Linked DNA regions of Rattus norvegicus: region 2 is linked to region 1. A link is a contact called in public Hi-C data. All regions are on one chromosome and are shown on one strand. The core of a region is the stretch at or near the end of the contact, and the rest is flanking DNA. Distances in the headings are between cores, read along the strand shown. Region 1 holds the start of Chd6 (chromodomain helicase DNA binding protein 6). Region 2 has its middle 66 kb from the start of Chd6.

Region 1 (3,320 bases), core at 652-3,151:
TGGCAATCGTTTTTGCACACAAGCCATCTTCCTAGCCTTTTGGGTTAGTTTAAATAGAAAAGACTAATATTCCGTGTATGAAATCTATCTTGGGACTCCAAATCAAGCCATACCACTCTGCATTTTCCCAAGCCCTTGGTTAAAGGGACGGATGCACTGTTTATGTGAAACCACCTGCTCTGGTTGGCATAAACCATGCTACATGACAACTCATGCCTAATCACTTTATCATACACACATCTCAAATCCTTCTGTTGCCAGAGAACCACAAAGTTCACAAAAACTCTCTCTCGGAGGTTGCCAACCTGATCTTCCAACTTGGCTTCCAACTAAACTCCCGTGCTACGCAGAGTCAAGGAGACAGACCCACTCCCTCTGTTACAATAAGTCAAGCATTCACAGCTCTGGAAGAAAACGTGGTGTCTGTCCAGACTTTTCCAAAAGCACCATAAGCAGATTCCCCACAGAGTATGCCAATATGGGGGCCTACTGGCATGGCATTCTTATATACCATTTGGGAAATAATCAAATCCTAGGCAAAATATTTCAGACACTCTTGAAAACTGTCAATATTTAAAATATCTATTTTTTTCCCTGTTCATGAATCTGTTACAGCAGAAATGAACAGTTTTTTAAGGGGTGGAGAAAAAGGCACACACAGCCCGGGAGAAAGATGCTCGGAGATGCCAGAGACTCGCTAGAAACCTTGGCCAGATTACTAATGGTCTATAAAGCCTAATTTGGAGAACACGGGCCTACGAGCTCAAAATTGAATTATACTGCCTTATTAGATCCCACACTCGTGAAACCACAGTCATATTAGTCATAACTCAAACTAGGAATACTCTATGTACACAAATATAAAGTGCATGCTTATGCATTTTTAATTGGATCAAATAAAACTGAAGCTGCAAACAAACTCACATTTCAATTATCTCACTAGTGCGGGGATTTCCTAATAACCTCGTTTTAAAACCCAAGGAGCTGCCGAACCCTCTGCACATCTGACAGGCATGGTCCCTAGAAATTTTAGGAAGGACATTCTCCGTTACTTCTCAATAGAGAAGAAAAATAAATGCCCTGAAGGGAGCAGATTTTTTTTTAATATTGCCTCCCTCTCTCTAATTTCTTTGCAAGCTCTAACATGCAATCTAATAACGCACCAAACTTGGCAGCGGGGTAGCTTGGTGGCTTGGAGTCTTCAGGGCTCCAATTTTCGGGGCGAGTGCGCGCTAGTGCATGAGGAACGGGCCGGAGGGGCGCGCGACCCGGGGACGCGCCAGGTCCCCCGCCCCCTCCCGGAGCAGCAGCCTGGCACCGGCCCACCCTCCTCCACCCCTGCAAACAGACGCAGGACGCGGAGCGGAGCAACTTCTCCGCGGGGGCGGTAGCGGCTGGCGGGCGGAGGGGCGGCCCTCGCGCGCCGTGGGCCGCCGGGGTCCCCTGGGAGGCCTTGGCAGGCCCCGCCCCGCCGCAAAGGCCCGCGTTTGGGGTCTGAAGCGGGACCCCAAGCCTGGGCGCGCGGCCCGCAGCGGCGCTCTCCCAAGGACGGCGAGCGGCCGGAGCGCGCGGCAGCCCAGAGGGGCGGACGCCAAGCCCCTCGCCTCAGGCCTCGGGGCCCTAGGCATGGCGATACGCCCGCGGCCGCGCTCGGACCCCTGCCCGGCCGGGCCTCGCGCCGCCGCGGCCCCTCAGCCCCGCTCCATTCATAGGGCAGCCCCATCCCGGCCAGCGGGGCGGAGACAGGGTCCCCGCGGGCAAGGCCAGTCTGCCGGGGTCAGGCAGGAAAATAAAAAGTTAAGAGAAGAACTTACCTAAAATGGCTCCTGCAGCAGCCAAAATACAAACAGCTATTATTTGGTGAAGTTTAGCTCAGACACCCTGCAAGGACACCCTAACCCAGCTCGGGCCCGCCTTCCCTGCCACGCCATTGGGCTTCGGCTGCCCAAAACACAGGCTCATTGGTCATCTGGGCTGCTGATCAGACTGAAGCCCGTTTCAAGCTTGCTTGCAGGAGCGAGTGATGGGCTCGCTCCATTGTGCTCGTATTTGCATGGATGTGATCGCAGCGCTGATTGGTCGATATCGGAAAAGCCCCGCCTCGTAGCATAGCTCTCCCCGCCTTGCAGACAGCGCAGCTCCCGGCCCGCCCCCCCGGAACGAAGCGGCCCGACCGCGGGGGCGGGGCGGGGCTGGGGTCCCACGGGCGGAGGGGGCGGGGCGGGGTACAGCACTCGGTGGCTTGCAAGCAAGGGGCGAGGACCCGAGCGCTGGCAGGCGGCAGGAGCTCAGCCTGCAGGTGGAGGTCTCACAGGTAGTGGGCAAGCAAGCTGGAAAACTCGGTATTGGCTCTCCGGAGGTGGGAGAAGATGTACTGGGGTCCCACGGTGCAAGAGTCCCGCTGGCGCCCAGATCCCGCAAGGCGCACGCGAGGAGAGGTGAAGGTCCCAACGGACAGAAAAAAGAAGATGCTGAGAGACCAGGAGAAGCGAGGAGCCTGGTCGTCAGTCTCCAACTGCTTATACTGCAGATCCTCCTGGCTCCCTAGCATACTAGGAGCTTCTTCCCAGGGCCCTGCACACCCCGGGAGTTTTCCAGCCCTGAGGATCCTGCAGCACATTGGATATGCTTCAGTAACCATCAGGAGTGGAACCATGGTGTGTTTATTTTCGGGCCTATCTCCACTACCATCCTTGTAGCATCCTCAAGGACAGGGCCTAGCATATGACAGAGATTCAACCAATTGTTATCTTCCGTAATTCGTTTTTTTAGCAGCTAATTTTTAAGTGCCCACTAAATAAATACCTGACATTGATCTGAGATGGAGGATGTAGCGGTCAATAGGACAAAGCCCATGCTCTCACCGAACAGGCAAAAGAAAGGCAATAAATAAAGTAAATAAATGAATACAGAGGCAGGTAGTGATAAATGCCATAAAGAAAACAGATGGCGGGAGGAAGGACATCAGACCAAAGATGGGGGAGGAGCAATTAGGGCAAGGAGGAATCTAGAGCCTGCCCTGCCTAACTGAATATTCCTCATAGCATCCTTCCTAATCTGGGACCCGGTGGTCACTTTTCCTCTTCACTCCTGCTTGCCCCGTCTGGAGTGTTTCCCTAGTGAATAATTAAAGAAAAAGAAGAAAAAGGAAACTGGTTGGACTCTGACTTTAAAAGCTCATTTTGCCTTCGTTAAAGCAGGGAGGGATACTCTGAATCTGACTCCAAAAGCAGTTTGTCAGAAGTGTTTAGGATGAGAATGGTTTGAGTGTGTCAAGGGTAATCACAACGTTAACAGAACCTCTCTGTACTCCCTGAGAG
Region 2 (3,281 bases), core at 494-2,993, 66 kb after region 1:
TCCCCAGTGCTTGGCAGCAGACTTTCTGAGAGGTTTCAGGCTGTGTAGGCTGTGCCATTGCTTAATAGCCCGTATGACAGCAGCGGCCCATCCTGCTTGGGGGTCTGGCATTACCGAGGTGGTGCAGTAGGGGACTTTAATATGCTCGAGCCTCCTACCAGTTGGGGATCTCTTTTTACCCTCAAGGAAAAATAAAAAAGAAACTTCTTTTGAAAAGTTAATTTTTGAAGTTGGATTACTTATTGATATGCCTGCTGCTAATCAAGGGAAAATTTTTTGGCTATAATCTTTTAATTTTTTTAAAAAATCTGGAATAGAAACCATTGCTCATGCTTGGCATTTCATCGGAAACAATCCCCTGTCACAAGGCTTTGGAAAAGGCCTCATCCCTCCTCCCCATCCCCCAAACGCACCTATTTCAACATATCACTCTGCTGACTTTTCCTATTTCTTGTTTCTCTATCTGTGTTATGTTTCTCTTGAACGTTAATATTTTTCTCTTCTCACCAAGTTTCCAGTCTAGAATACTGCCCTACCGCTTTGCTTTGTTCTGCCTTTCATTCTTGTGTCTTTAGAGGACAAACGTGAAGTGTAATGGGAGATGGAATTCAGCAAACACAGGCTGTGGACAGCTATGGTTCTCAGCGGCCTCTCTCCATTCGCTTACCTTCCTTCCAACACAGTGACCACCAACAGATGAATGAAGGGAGTAAGGTTTTTAAATCTTCCCAACCTGGTTTTTTTAGAACGGTATCTTACTGTGTCTTGCTTTACATTTTCCTGCTGATAAAATGGTCATTTCATTTCTTCTTCTGTGACTTACGCTTTACCCAATTTCCCCATTTTAATTACTGATTTGTAAGTTATTTACCTGTCCACTGTACTCTGGCATGTTGGTTTCTGTGCTAGCAACATGTTAGATTAGGTACTGAGGTTTTCGAGGAAATCCTAGCCTACTCAGATCAGGTAATTATACTAACCAAGTGTTTGGTGTTCCAAAATGTTATTGAGGGATCCACGGATTCCTAAGATCTAGGCTGGCTAAGGGGCAAAATACAACAGGAAACTGATTAAGTGTAATGGAACCTTTGTGGAGTCACACATAGCCATGGGTGAAGACTAAATGATAAGGTGAGAACAGGTAGTGAAAGAGTTCCCAAAGACAAGGCGATCTGATAGACCATTAATGGCTTCTTCACTAACGTTATGAAGCTGTTAAGAGCATTTCTATCGCTGCCGCATAGGCAGCAGCTGTTAAAACAGCATGAGGAGGTCCCGTAGTCTGTAAAGATGGAGAGACGGGGCTAGCGAGAATATGCTAATACGGAATAGCAAAGGAAGCCAATCTGGAAGTCCAGTCTAGGCAGTGCTGGACGCTACTTGCTCTGAGCCCAGGATCTTACACTCACAGTTAGATGACAGCTGACTGCGGAAATCGTGTGATACAACCTAACTCATCTCTACGTATTTTTAAAAGCTCGTCCCTCTGATTCCTAGAAGTCGTCTTGAAAACTACATTTCCCAGAAAACCTTACGGCTTCTACTTCCTCTAGATGCGAGCAGTGCGTGATTTCCTGAGTCCGTAAGGGCTTCATCGACTGTGATGAAGAGTAAACTTTTTTTTTTTTTAAACATCTCACTTTTGAGCAAGGGAATCGAGCCAGAGCCTTTGCTCAGAACCAACTTGCCTCGAGGCCCGCTGGGAAATGTAGTAGCTTTAGCTTGTAGTTCTGTGACGCCCTGGTCTCTTTGCTGCAGCGGCAATTGGCAGAGAGGCAATAATCACTGGAAAAGACTGGTGGTTGTCCACGCTGGTTCCTCCCTTCCGCCAGAAGGCGCTGTGGAAGAACGTCTGAGAGTAGGGACAGGGTGTCCCAGAGCAGGGGTTTTCCTTCCATCCATTTATCTTGAGCGTTCCCAGACTTGGGTTTCTAGTAATCACCTTTTAGAGAGATTTACTGAGAAATAGAAAAACTGTAAAACGAGAAAATAATGGCCCTAAATTACTCCCCCAACACCTGCTGTTCTTGGGAAGCTTTGAGACGTTATTAAGAGCTATGGTGCTGTGCACATGAGGTTTGGAGGTAGGTGGGGATCTTTTTAAAGAATTGTATAGGCAGTAACGCCCGCCGTATTGGAGAGGTGGCTTATCTTTCAGGTAGGTATCCCTTGGGCCAACACTGGCGTTGTCCCCAGCCCCCCAGACTTGGAAAACCTCCGCTCTGCCAAGCTGCAGCCCTCTGTTGATTCTCAGTTTCCTGAGGGATGAATAAAGAATTGTTGGCCTGCCCAAGCTAGACAGAAGTACAGTTAGAACTGGGCACTGTCTGAACTACTCTGGTCTCATACGTGCCTGAGGAGCGATCTTTTCTCACCGTGTTGGCTGGCATATTGTTATTTTGAGCCTTGATTTCCTAGCTATCCTGGTTGATTTATTAAGTACTTATTAAAAATGTAAGCGGGCTGTCAGGTATTGTGGAGGTGCCTGGGACAACTCTGAATGACCCCTTCTGCTTGGAATTTACAGTCTAATGGAGGAGTCAGACACCACATAATACAAATGATAAAAGTTTAAGTGTGATAAGAAGCAGGATGCTTTAGGAGAGAAGAGTGGAAGACGGGCATTAGGCTGAGATCAGAGAGGAACTCACTTGATCTGAAACGTGAAGGCTGAGAGAATGGAAGGTTTTTATTTTTATTTTATAAAAAAAATTTTTTTTAATGGCAGGGTTTCTCTGTGGAGCCTTGGCTGTCTTGGAACTCACTCTGAAGACCAGATTGGCCTTGAACTCAAGAAATCTGCCTGCCTCTGCCTTCCAAGTGCTTGAATTAAAGGCGTGTACCACTGCCTCCTGGTTAAGTCTTCCTGGACAGGGTTTCTCTGTGTAGCCCTGGCTGTCCTGGAACTCACTGCGTTGATTAGTTTGACCTTGAACTCACGTAGGTCCTCTTGCCTCTGCCTGCCATTGCTGGGACTAAAGGTGTATGCCACCACACTGGGCTGAGAATGGAAACTCTTAAAGGGCCAACAAAGGAGTAGCTGGGCAGAAGGAACACAGGGGCAACCTGAGGCAGCAAAACGTTTGATATTTTGCTGTGACTCAGAGAAGTTCATGGAGCTGGAGCAGCAGGTAGGCTGAGAATAGAACAAGCAGAGGCTGGCCTCCCTCTCTCCACCGTTGCCGGTAGATGGTTAATGCCTCTAGATGTGCCTGTGAGGAAGTATCTAGATTGGGGTAGCTGAGGTATAAAGATTCAGCCCTAACGTGGGCTGCACCATG

What was found. Hi-C and Micro-C count contacts between places; a contact is called where the count stands out from the background.
Region 2: a contact with region 1 is called in a Hi-C map of liver, with 2.5 times the contacts expected there. The contact joins the enhancer-like site here to the promoter of Chd6 in region 1. A contact is called at or near these places in 3 of 12 Hi-C or Micro-C datasets (liver, mammary epithelial cells and prefrontal cortex) and 1 of 1 datasets of contacts at active chromatin or transcription factors (oligodendrocytes).

Annotation. Positions count from the first base shown.
Region 1 is chr3:170,175,534-170,178,853 of GRCr8, forward strand. It overlaps Chd6 (chromodomain helicase DNA binding protein 6), which reads right to left and starts at 1,902. Exons shown (of 37, transcript NM_001107797.1): 1 at 1,815-1,902.
Region 2 is chr3:170,241,553-170,244,833 of GRCr8, forward strand. No RefSeq gene overlaps it. Among named protein-coding and RNA genes, the nearest start is that of Chd6, 66 kb to the left of the region's middle. Within about 2 kb of position 1,744, at least 59 of the 93 cell types and tissues checked have an H3K27ac peak or open chromatin away from gene starts, as enhancers often do. A contact at or near this core is called in liver and prefrontal cortex, where this site is marked.